Regions from separate parts of the Mus musculus genome. Here region 1 is linked to region 2. The links are chromatin contacts, called in public Hi-C maps. All regions are on one chromosome and are shown on one strand. The core of a region is the stretch at or near the end of the contact, and the rest is flanking DNA. Distances in the headings are between cores, read along the strand shown.

Region 1 (5,929 bases), core at 724-3,223, 230 kb before region 2:
TCCATTAAAAGCCAAAGGCTTCTCTCCATCGCCTTTGGTAATTTGTACAGTTGGCACTAATTCAGCTCTCTCGATATTCAGCAGAGCCCTTTTGTCTTCTGATAGTTACAAGAAGTGGTGATTAATGCTTGAAAGATGTGTCACACTCTCCCCTTTCTTCAAGATCCTTAATGCAGATAGACTTTGCAGAGGGAGACTGGTAGAATGTGCTAATCGGCTCAAAGATGAATTTCACACATCTCTTCTAGAGTACAGGGCACTACTCAGCTGAGTGCTGAACTCAGTACTTGGAGTTCCTCATACTTGGAGGGCTGGACTCATCATTTGGTATCAGAGTTAATATATAGGTGCCACTCAGACTTTCCCACCTGCCAACAGACCTGTGGGAGGGAAGCTTTTATGTCCAGTGCTTACACCACATTGTTGCACTCACTTTTCTGCTTGTCTGCTTGTCCCAAAGACACCATAGCTTCCTCTAGGCAAAAGCAACACTACAGTGATTATTATAGAAAGGACAAACTATTCAGACCTAAAATAACGTAGTGAATGAATCACAACAGATTGATGGCATAACTCACATCCAAAAGCCAAGAGCCAGAATTACACGGTTTATTTTAAGACGGCAGAAGAGTAAAAAGCAGATTGAAAAGCATACGACATCTCTGCAGCTCGAGCTCTGCAAACAACGATGGCATTTGCAGAGTTCTGCGAGCCTTCTCAAATGTGGTTGCAGTTTTAATGTGTGTTGACATCTTTCTCTGTGTGCAGAATTAGCTGGGAGAACAACATTTTGTGCTTTTTCCTGCTTGCGACAGCATGAGCACATGGAAAGAGCCAGTAACTGAGCAGCCATTCCCCATGGAAGGACACTAAGACAGTTTTGCTTCAGTTTTTACACAGTAGTATTATGAATACATGGGATTGCCTGGGTCACGGATCATTCCAATGACACAGGGAAAAAAAGAAAGCACATTAGGTATTCCTCTTACATCATTCTCTGAAGCAGGGGCAAATGAAACAGATAAATGTAATCATTGGAAAATAATTTTACTGTTATCAAATTAGAGGCATGGTAAATAACTGAGATCAGAACTTCACAGAGGCTCTCAAGGAACTGGAGTTTCACACTATAATTTAGAAAACAATAGAGTGAAAAATTAAAGAGCACTAACATGAAATAAATTTAGGAAGACTGAAAAAGAAACAACATACAAGAACTGTACTGATTAGGAAATGGGCAATTTAAGTTCTTGAGAAGAGTAAATCTCCAGCAAGAATTAATTTGCTTCCTGCTGAGTCCTGCTGGTTTTTCTTCTCTCCTCAATCACTGTTTATTTCATAAAATCAGCATTCACCTATCTCTTTTGATTATTTAATTTTGGGGGGATTTTCTTCTCACAAAGCTGTTAGCACAGCTAAACTCAACTCCGCATGCAATGTGTAAACACATGATAATGGCCTGCAGAAGTGTTGGATTGTTTATTCCACTCTGCAGACCTCATTGTTTAGATGCTGTTTCCCCTCCAGAGAAATCTCTCAGTAGGATTCCTAAAGCGGCTTCTCACTGCCTGCATCTTTCACTGACATTTACCAAATGCCCAGGCTCTCATAGAAAAAAAAAAAAAATCACGAAAGCAATATTCAAACTGTGACAGATTCTTATTTCTAAACAAGAGATGGGTCATGAGCTGTAGCTGACAAAAACGGTGAAAAAAAAAATGTTTTTAAATGAGAATTTCCTCAAACTTCACTATCTCCATCTCTGTGGCTGTCTAAAATTCTGCATTCTCAGGTGGGGACCAGAGGGTTGGTAAAAGCATTCTCTGGTTGAGAGTTACTATTCATTAAAAAAGAAACAATGGGCGCCATCCCAATGGAATTCTCCTGGCAGAATATTCAAATAAAGCATGCTTCAAGTATGGCACAAACCTTTAGAAATAAACAGCTCCGCATCCTCTTAGATGAGTCATGCGGGTTTTCACTTTGTCACAAGGACAAGCATGATGCAGACGGCCTTTCCTTCTCTCTTTATTCAGCTTCTTTACTGTTTTTGATTAGTTACCTCAGCTGAGACTCCTTGCTCGATGCAAAGGCTCCTGGTGGCTTGTCTGAGCCTGGATGTGTCAAGACAGAATATTCCTTCTAAGTCCAAGGCTGAGTTTTCCCACCCTGGCATTTGTCCCCGGAGTTCTAGATGTTGATGGGCAGTTATTTAAAAAGATGATTGTTTTTCTGTGTGATTTAAAATAAAGTTTAGCTTTATTGTGCCCTTTGTAATGGTATTTGTCATCTTATATTTAATAGCAGGCTGTCAGGCTGCTTTATTTTAAACCAAGACAAAAGACTACCATAGGAAAAATACAATCACCAAATCAAATATTCATGCAGATCCTCAGATTGAACTTAATTTATGAGATAACCTCTAAGATTATTAGTGTATTGTGGCCATACTTATGTTTTTCACTCTCATGCTTTGTCACTGTAGAGACATGAAAATGCTATTCATTGTTGCTAGGAGATGGGTGGCTATGGCAACAGCATGGGGCAGAGCCAGATGGAGCGCCTCAAGCTAGTCAGGGTTAGCCTCATTTTTTGATCTCCAAATGACTCCTCTGCAGTCCTGTGAATGAAGAATCAGCCTCTTCAGCTTGTTTCAAAAGATAGGCCACATGGCTTCTCCTCGCGTGTCAGCTGTCCCCATTAACAAGTGTCTTTTGCGTGTTTAACGATGTACTGTGAGGTTGTTGGAAAGGGAAAAGACACTGGATAACAAGGGGATTATCACTGTTTAACTGTGTTCTCATACTGTTATTAATCTAGCACAGATCTGGTGCCATATGTGGCTTGTCATCATTCCATTTAACTCCTGGTGACTCTCGTGGAAGTGCCATTCCAAGAGCAGAGGGGACATATGTTCCTAATTTTGGTTTGCTCATTCCTCAAAGATTTATGGCTATTCTAAAGTCATGAATCATCATCTTTAAGGCACCCTTACATTTCATCAGAATAGACTATCTTCTCTGGATCTTCTTTATGCTGAGTTTTGTGGATTCTGCCTTTAAGCCTAGTACTTGAAAAGTTGTAGCAGAAGGATAACCCCAAGTTCAAGGCCAGCCTATGCAACAAAGTGAAACCTTTCTCTAGTCCTCCCTTCTCAAAAATATCTCATCACACGGCTATACACAGTATGACAAGTTTTTTTTCAAAACCTTGGGGTGTAGTGAACACACACATGTTCCTCTTATAAACAAATAAAAATGTTAACATGTTAAAGTCATTAGTGTTTGAGTAGGTCAGTGTTCTCCAGAGCAGCAGAACCTATAGCTGAATAGTAAAAAGAATGCCTTAAATCAGCTTAGAAGCAGAGAAGCCCACAGTGACTCAGTACTGAAGGCTGGTACACCTGCAATTGGAGTGAATCCCACACTCATGGTCTCACACCAGAAGCCCACAACCCAGCACTCAGTCCCAGAGGCTGGTGCCACAGCAATCCTAACCTGGAGCTGCAAACCTTAAACGTTCCCGGAGAATGGCTAGTCCTTGGTCAGTGATGAAGCCTGGAAATGCTGGTTCTGCGATCCCTGGAGACATCAGCCATGGCTGCAATGGGAAACCCACTTGGTGTCTGAAGGTATGGACAAAGGAGAACAATGTTCCCAGTGCCAGGCTCTCTGTTTATCTAGGCGGCTCCCAGAAGGAACCATTCACACTGGAGTAGGTTTTTTCTCACCCACTGAGAAAATCAGGGCAATCCTTCAGGTGAAACTCCCTACTCACATGATTGTAATTCCTGACAAATTAACATTAAGACCAACCATCACCGGGGTTCATAGGGATGAATCTGGTTTTCTAAAAATATCCATTACTCATACTTTTTTAGTATATCATTGTCTCCCAAAACACTATATCCCCACACTCCTTACCATAGCAGATACCATTGAACCTGAATGTGCCAACTTGTAGTTCACTAGCCAATCAAACTGAATATGCTCTGCAAGACTTTCCTCTGGTAAGATCAGAGAGATTTCTAATTTCTTGTCCCTTTCAACTCTTCTACACCATTCCCTCACACAAAATATCGCTTCTAATTTATCTCTTTTTTGTTTCCTATATGCTTACTGGTTCAAATATTTATCAGGTACTTCCTATGTACCTGGTCCTCATGCCAGTTTCCATTAGCTAAAGAAGAGCATAATGAGAGTGAAAGACCATCTAACAGGGATAATATATCCATAAAAATTAACAATGAATGTCATTTCTTAGGTGTTTCCTATATGCAGGACATGTGTGAACACTATATTTAATGTTCATAATGTCATCATTATCATTTACAGCTAAGACTTGCTCAGACTCAAGACTAAGTGACTTGCCCAGTCAGGGAGGCAGAAAGCAATGAAACATACTACAGCGTAGCTCCATCTCCCTTCAAAAATGATAATTCCTTTATTGATTTGACATAATGGGATATTCTCAGTAATAAAATGTGTGTTATTCCAGGCTGGATGCCAGATAAGGAAGTGATGAATCCGTAAGAGCGGGCCAATGAGGTCATAGGCACTAGAACAGCTAAGCTGGTAAATAAGGATGTGACGAGTGACATGGAAGGAAGGGGACATTTTAGAAATAGGCATAACCTAGAACATCATTATTTTAAGCTTCCTTTAATTACTTTCAGTCCTTTCAGCCTCCCCATATATGAACCTATAGAGTGTGCCATAGACATCCCATTCTCCTGGTGGAACTGACTTTGAAGCAAGCACTATCTTGGACTCTGCACTACACAAATGTTGGATCAGTTTCCTTGACCATAAAAATATTTGAGAATAAAAATCAAACCTTTCAGCTATGTGTTTACTTTTTTTGTTTGGTTGGTTTTAGTTAGTTTGTTTGTTTTGGAAGACAGGATTTCTCTGTCTTCCTTTGGCTGTCCTGGAACTCTTTCCATAGACCAGGCTGGCCTTAAACTCACAGAGCCTGCCTGCCTCTGCCTCCTAATTCCTGCAATTAAAGCCATGTAGCATCACTAACCAGTTTAGTTTTCATTTTTTCAAGCACCAAGAGTTGTTTTCAGAACACAGCAGATGATATGCACAACCATATATTGGTCAAGTAACTTTTCAGAACGCTAACACGGCTTTATAGATTAGAAATTCTTTCATTCACTTGGCTCCTTGGATCTTCACGTTGATTATATCTAATAATAATCTAGTAAAGTTTGCCAGCTTACTGTTGTTAATTCTCACTTTATACTAGTCTGTTTTCTAAAAAAAAAGAAAACTGTAATAGGTATAATATTTAATTGGAAAATAATAAAAGCTCACTTTCTGTTATGCAAATGTTGAATAATGAAATCCATCTCCAGCTTAGTAGATATATGAAAACCCACATGTATACTAATACTACAAAGCTTGTATTGTAACTTTCTGTCTTTATGCAGTTTCATCACACAAGAACTGCAAGATAATTTACTATTGAACCATTTGCTAGTTCAACTAATAGCAAAACTTATAAATAAATAAAAAGGTAAAATTGTAATTAACTTCTATGGTGGCTACTGTTGTCCATGGGACATTCCTAGAAAAAACAAATTAGCAAGACTGTACATAGCAAGTGGGTACCTCCCTGACACCTGCTGCTTTCCTCAGTTGCAAGCCCTTGAGAAAGTTACTAACGGGATTCTGAAGGCATAAATGGTCCTGGACCTTAATCAAAGGCTGCAAGATAGACAACAAACTCAGATTTCCCCAACAGAAGTCCAAATACATTGTCAGAGCCCAGAGGGGTACCCATCATATAGTAAACTGCCTCCTCTCTCAGATGAAAGTTTGGTTTTCTTAAATGGAGAAACTTTTCATCCAATGGTCACAGGATCCATCACCACGAATAGATACTGTGAGTAAACTCAGATCCCTACTTGAAGCCAGTGATG
Region 2 (6,137 bases), core at 1,475-3,974:
AAACAAAAAACCCCTCTGATAGCCCAGGACCACTGAAGTGAAAGGAAGGTCAAGTCTCCAAGTCTCCACTGTCTTAAGGTTTTGGAGTCTGCTGCCCTGTGAAAATCTCGAGTTTATTAGAAGATGGTGTCTTTCTTCTTGTCACTACCTTATTATGCGGTGTGTTCTCCCCAAGATCTCAAAGTGTCACCTGTCAAAAGAACTGAGAGATGCTTGAATCTAAGATAGTTTGCTTACTTTTACAAATTAACTCCTCTCTAGAATATATTTATTGTAGGTAAGAAACTTTTAAGATGAGGGATGTCTGCAAACCTGTTTCTGCCTGTTTCATTTACATTTATCATGAAGAGCATTGATTCAGTTGAGACGATGCTGTCTGCTCATGTCAGTCAGCTCAGGACATCATTGGGAAGGAGCTTTCCCTGCAAGGCAAACTGAGACCTCGTGAGTCTCAGCATGCGTGTCATGAGTCTGAATTCACAGAGTCAATTCAGGCTTAAACACCAGCTCTTACAGCTCAGAGCCTCACAGTAGGCATGAGCTCTACCACTGAGCTATGCCCACAACCCTATAGTTTCAAAAGCCACTTATGCCAGAGCATGGGAATATATGCAAAGTTATTCTTTCAAATCTTTTCTTAGTAAATATCAGTCTTCCAGGCTATTGCTTAGCCCCTTTCTCTCTTTCAATATCTTGTCATTATTGTTCCCTACATTCCTTTCTCAAGATGTAGATGTCACTCATAGTCATTCACTTAACATATTAGGTATTATAATGAATATAATAATCTTGCTACCTAGGCATTATTTATAATACTACCTTTGTGGGAGAAGCAAAAAGAAGTCTACCTGTATATCACTCTGGGCCATCTGCCAGATGATACCGTATCTCTTCACTGAGATACGTGCACTCTGACTTTCTTGAGATGCACTGTATAGATTTCCCATGTATAGTCTAATCATAAAAATGATAATCAAATGAAACAGTATGTGTGACAATTAGCTAAATCTAGGGGTCTGCTGAAACAACATGCTTTCCACGGTAAATGCATGCAGTTTTGTCCACCAATTCAAAGCATTTCCTTAAGACAATAGGCAAACACTGAACATGTGATGTATGAATGTGTGAATTTCCACTATCACCACCTTACTAAAGTCCTGACCCAGACTGATGGCAATGCCTTGTGGTCTTGTTCATTGCTGTATCTATTGAGCCTGAAATAGTGCTTGCTGTCGCTAAAGATCCATTAAGTAAAATTTAAATAAAGGAAAAGGAATTCTTTCCACGTCATGAATACCATGCACCTCACACACATGCCAGTGTTTATTATGTGGATTATGAGTTATAAGCCCACTCCCATTCCCTTCAAGTATAAGTGGCATTCTTAAGTTCAGTGCTTTTATTTCAACTGCTTCTTAATTTTGCACTTTTGCGTGATTTTTCCTGACTTTTATTGGCTTATTTAGCATATACCTAAAGTTCGTGAACCTTAAGTGTGCAATTTGGTAAGCATTTGGAAGTGTGTGCCTCTGAGTAATTGATATCATGAAGAACATTCCTATGGCCTGAGAGCTCTCTGTGCCTCTGTGTACTCTTTCTGTCCCTTACTCACCTGCCCACTGGTCTTTCTGTTCCTGTGGTTGGCCTTTCCCAGATTTATATTACACAATTACCCAGTAGAGTCTTTCACCTGACTTTCGAGATCCATCTCTAACAAATAATCTGGGTCACCTCTACCTTGTTTTGATTTGGAGGAGCGATTGTAGAGGAAGCTGTTCGAACTGCAGTTGACTCCAGAGTCTGTGCTTTTAATCATGATGTTATTATGGTTTCAAATCAAAATATTTGTCTTAATACTCTCTGATGTAGCTTTCCTAGTCAAAACTTTTTCTCCAAATGTGTTTGCCACCATGGCATAAATGGCATATAATCTGCCATATTGCCCATTTGTTACTCTTTTAGATCATGCCCTGCCAGTTCATCACCAAATCCCCATTTTCTACATATTTAGTGCATTTGTTATTCTCTTTTTTAAGAAACTATTCCTTCTTTTATGTGTATGAGTGTCTACATGCATGTATGTGCACATGCATGTATATCTAGTGTCCATATAGGCCTGAAGAAGGTTCAAGATATTAGAGCTAAAATTGCAGAGAGTTATGAAATGCCCTCAGCACAGTGTTCTTAGCTCTTGAGCCATTTCTCTGTGCCACCATTTTTCCCTTATAAGGACTTGTCTTAGAACATCTGAACACCCTTGGTACCTCTTTGTGTTCCTTGCATCCTCTGCTGTTGAGATCATCTTCCATTGATTTATAAATCTGAGTCCCTTGTCCTGTGAACCCATCCGAGTCTCTCAAACTCATCTGTGGACCATAATGTATGCTTCTCTTAGAGACCACTGTCACGTGTGGGGGTCAATTCTTCATCTTTTAAACTTCTCACACGTAAAACAACGGGTCTCCGAAAGAAAGCAGCAATGGTATATTATTCCTCTTAGTGCACACTCTGTCGGGGCATGCTCAGACTGAACAAACTACTCTCTCCATCTGTATTTAAAAAGAAGCTTGTTCCTTCTTGCCAGTCCTTGAGAAGACTCTGCTTACATATTGCTTTGTATATGTAGGAAGCTGGCTCAAGGCCCAGTCACAATTGTCTGAGTCAATAGGACTACATCTCAGTGCCTTGGAAAGCACTTGATCCTCACTACACATCACTAGCATTACTAGGTACTTGTTAAGGAAGCTCAGGTACTGAGCTGAGGAAGCAGGTGACTCAGTCTGTGAAGTGCTTGCCCTGTGAACGTGAGGAACTGAGTTTTATCTCTAACACCCATGTTGAACAGCCAGTCACCACAGTCCATGCCTGTAATCCCAACACTGGGAAGGCAGAGGCAAAGGAAATTAGACTGCTCCTCCAGTCTAGCTGGATTGATGAGCTCCTGGCTCAGTGACAGACCCTGTCTCAAGCAATGAAGAAAGTGACCAAGCAAGACAGCTACTCACTTTGATTTCTCACTTCTACATGTTTGCATACACACCAAAAGAATGGTTATTTGTGGGCTGTGTTCTTTGGTGAAGGCACAAAGTATATTAGCAAATCTAGATTGATTACACAACTAAATTTCAAAGGTGATTATGGTTGAGTGTGCATCCTGTCTCTTTGGTTGCCATGGTTGGAACCACATCAAGCTGTTTAGGGCCTTAAACACTAAATTTAGGCCTTCCTTTGAAACCTTACGAAAGCTGTCCCTTTCCTGCTATTTAATTTCCTGTACTTCCTGTATTCATTCTCAAGACTCTTGGCCATGCTCTATTCTTACTGAGCTTTTGCTTGCCAGACCACCACCGCCAACACCACAAACACAACACCACCATCTGACTTAAAAAAGAAAACAACTATTCTTTTGTTTGTTTGTTTGTTTTTTCTTTTTTTTTCTTTTTTTTTTTTTTGGTTTTTTCGAAACAGGGTTTCTCTGTGTAGCCCTGGCTGTCCTGGAACTCACTTTGTAGACCAGGCTGGCCTTGAACTCAGAAATCTACTTGCCTCTGTCTCCCAAGTGCTGGGATTAAAGGCATATGCCACTATGTCCGGCTCAACAACTGTTGTTTTGAGACATGGTCTTATTGCTGCCCAAGCTAGTTTCCAGTTCCTGGGCTCAAGAGACAGACCTAGCCTCAGCCTCCAAAGTCAGAGACTCCAGGCATATACTATCTCTGGCTCCTTCCCTCCTGATTAACTTAGTTTATCTGTCTAATTCTGGTCTTCCAGATATCAGCCTAGGTATCAGTTTCTCAGAGAGAAAGCCCTTCAACTCCCCTCCACGTCCTCTTCTTAAAAGAGTTATCTCTTCTCAGGACTCTCTATTTCTTCAGGGGACTAGCATTCAAAACTGAAGGAAAACCTCATTGTTAAGTGCCATTGTTTCTCCAGTAGATCTACCTACAACACTAGGCCAGGAAAACGCATCTTCTTTTGTTCACTGTGGTATTGCTTTAGTACAGTGTGTGTCGATATGAGACTCTATGTATGTCCCTGGAACAGACAGGCATATAGAGCATATGTTTTAAAAAAGGGATGAGTCTCCACTGCCACCTCATTGCTAAAGTCTTTATTCAGATTGATGGTAATAACTTCTGGTCTGTCTCTTTTCTCACTGGGCCTTCCCTGTGTCTCTTTGTTTCACCCAAGTTGTCTTCTTACAGAAACGTGTTCATGACTCATGGCGCATATGCCTGCCTCCCTCAGTCCCCACAACCAACATGACATCCCATACATCTAAATTCAAATTTAGATCATATTAAAATTCTCTCACCGAAACGAGGAGACACCTTCTACTGAAATCTGAGTCCTCCCGCCTCCCACGCCCTTTTATGTAGCTCTCTTCAGTCTTTGCAGCTTGTACTCTCAGACTTTCCAGACCTGGAACATCGGTGCCAATTAGTAGCTATCAGTGTCTCTGTATCACATGGTTTTGTTCCAATTAATTATTCAGCTCCGAGAGTCTTTCTCTTGTGCTCTTTATCTAAAATTTCCCCTCTAGGATTCCAATTCGGCCTCTTTTCAGAGACTACAGAAGCCGAAAGAAACCCAGATGGCTTCCTTTTGTTTGCAAGGTTTAGATTTTATAATTCTTTAAAAGCAAACACAGAGCAGAGATACAAACTCAGGGATGTATTTCATCTGCTGGATATTGTCCATTGGCATATCCAGATGGACTTTCCTGTCCTACTGTAAGGTTCCAAGGAGCAACCTTTGTGGACATGTCCTTGAGGATCTGCCTTGTTCCCCAGCTTCCTTATTGACTTTAAGAGTCCAATGACCAATGCCGTTTCTAGTTTGGGCAGTTTTTCCTCTTTTTACGTCATAGGACTGGATAGGCATAGCTTGCTGCTTTATTAACCTCTGGGATGTTCTGACATTCTTTAGCTATTTCCTCTAGCCTAGCCCACATCTTTGCTCCTGACTCCTTGGTTACATTCTCTTCAGTTACGCCATTGATTTGAACCTTCCCATTCCTAAGAGAAATGTGGTTAAGTTGTTTAAAGATTAAGGGTAACATGTGACTGCTCTCATCCAAAAATGGTTGCGCTAAGAGTTCTGCTTACCATGTCTGGAAAATGTGTGAGCCCAGCGTGCATTGCAAGTGCAGGAGTCTGCTCACAAAGTGAGGGCGGTGAATGAAGCCTTTTCTATTCTTCCATTAGTCCCTCACACTCTGTAATCTGTGAGGTGACAAGGCCTCTGTCTAGGAGTGACATGAAATTTAGGTATTATTATTATTAGCAAATTTCCAAGCTGTAGGGAAAAGAGGATATCTACTGAAGTGAAATGAAATATTTATGTTTATGATGTCAGATGGGCTGATGACATGTATAAGCATATCAGGAATATGGGAATTTGCAGGATATACGGGTACTTTATTTATCATTGGCTATGTGATGAATGCATCATAGTTTACAGGACAATATCTGTACAGTTGTTACTTCTGAATTATTAATACTGTCTTTGAAGTTGGGAAATTACAGTGAGATAAATTGGATTTGATACCTCTTTAGAAAAAAAAAGCAAAATAAAACACTTAAAGGAAAAAAGTATCCAATGCCCAGCAACTATTTTTGGATCAGTAAGCCCTTTATAAAAGGCAGTTAGTCATGTTCATAACAAAATCGGCAAGCTAATTCGGCCAAGAGTTCCATTGCCAGGTGGTCCATGAGCACACAGAATTATCCAAGGCTTCATCCCTGAGAGCACAGCCCAGTCCCTGGAAACAGAGTGGCAGAAAGAGCTTTTATGTAACTGCCTGTTGCTAAAATAGAGATGTTTATTACATGCAGAGGAAAATCAAAGAGCGATCCAAAGAATGTTTTTATATTTGATTTTATAGTTCCTGTTAAAAGTTCAAGGAAAAGGATGCAAATTGGTTAGTGTTTCTTTTATGGATGGAAGTCTCAGAACAATGAAAATGTTACTCACGGACAGTAAGAACAAACCGAATGGCTTTGCCCTTGATCACTATAGTTAAATGTATGACACCATCTTTAAATGTGAATACTCTATTCATGTTGGTCCACTTCTTTAGAAACAAAAAGCCCCATTCTTTAGAAGGCCAAGTGCCTTACATTAATTTGGAACCG

Evidence for each region. A called contact is a pair of places that touch in the nucleus more often than the background predicts.
Region 1: a Hi-C map of cortical neurons shows a contact between it and region 2, with 2.4 times the contacts expected there. The contact joins two enhancer-like sites. A contact is called at or near these places in 9 of 484 Hi-C or Micro-C datasets (the C2C12 cell line, bone marrow-derived macrophages, cerebellar granule neurons and 6 more), 5 of 115 datasets of contacts at active chromatin or transcription factors (VIP interneurons, astrocytes, bone marrow-derived dendritic cells and 2 more) and 1 of 9 other capture datasets (adipose tissue).

What each region holds. Positions count from the first base shown.
Region 1 is chr1:98,187,010-98,192,938 of GRCm38.p6, reverse strand. It overlaps Gm29461 (predicted gene 29461), which reads right to left. Exons shown (of 4, transcript NR_151613.1): 4 at 2,241-5,929. Among named protein-coding and RNA genes, the nearest start is that of Gm29461, 16 kb to the right of the region's middle. Within about 2 kb of position 1,973, at least 82 of the 459 cell types and tissues checked have an H3K27ac peak or open chromatin away from gene starts, as enhancers often do. A contact at or near this core is called in VIP interneurons and cortical neurons, where this site is marked.
Region 2 is chr1:97,960,483-97,966,619 of GRCm38.p6, reverse strand. The region is part of intron 3 of Pam (peptidylglycine alpha-amidating monooxygenase); the gene reads left to right. Among named protein-coding and RNA genes, the nearest start is that of Gm31771, 52 kb to the right of the region's middle. Within about 2 kb of position 2,724, at least 26 of the 459 cell types and tissues checked have an H3K27ac peak or open chromatin away from gene starts, as enhancers often do. A contact at or near this core is called in VIP interneurons and cortical neurons, where this site is marked.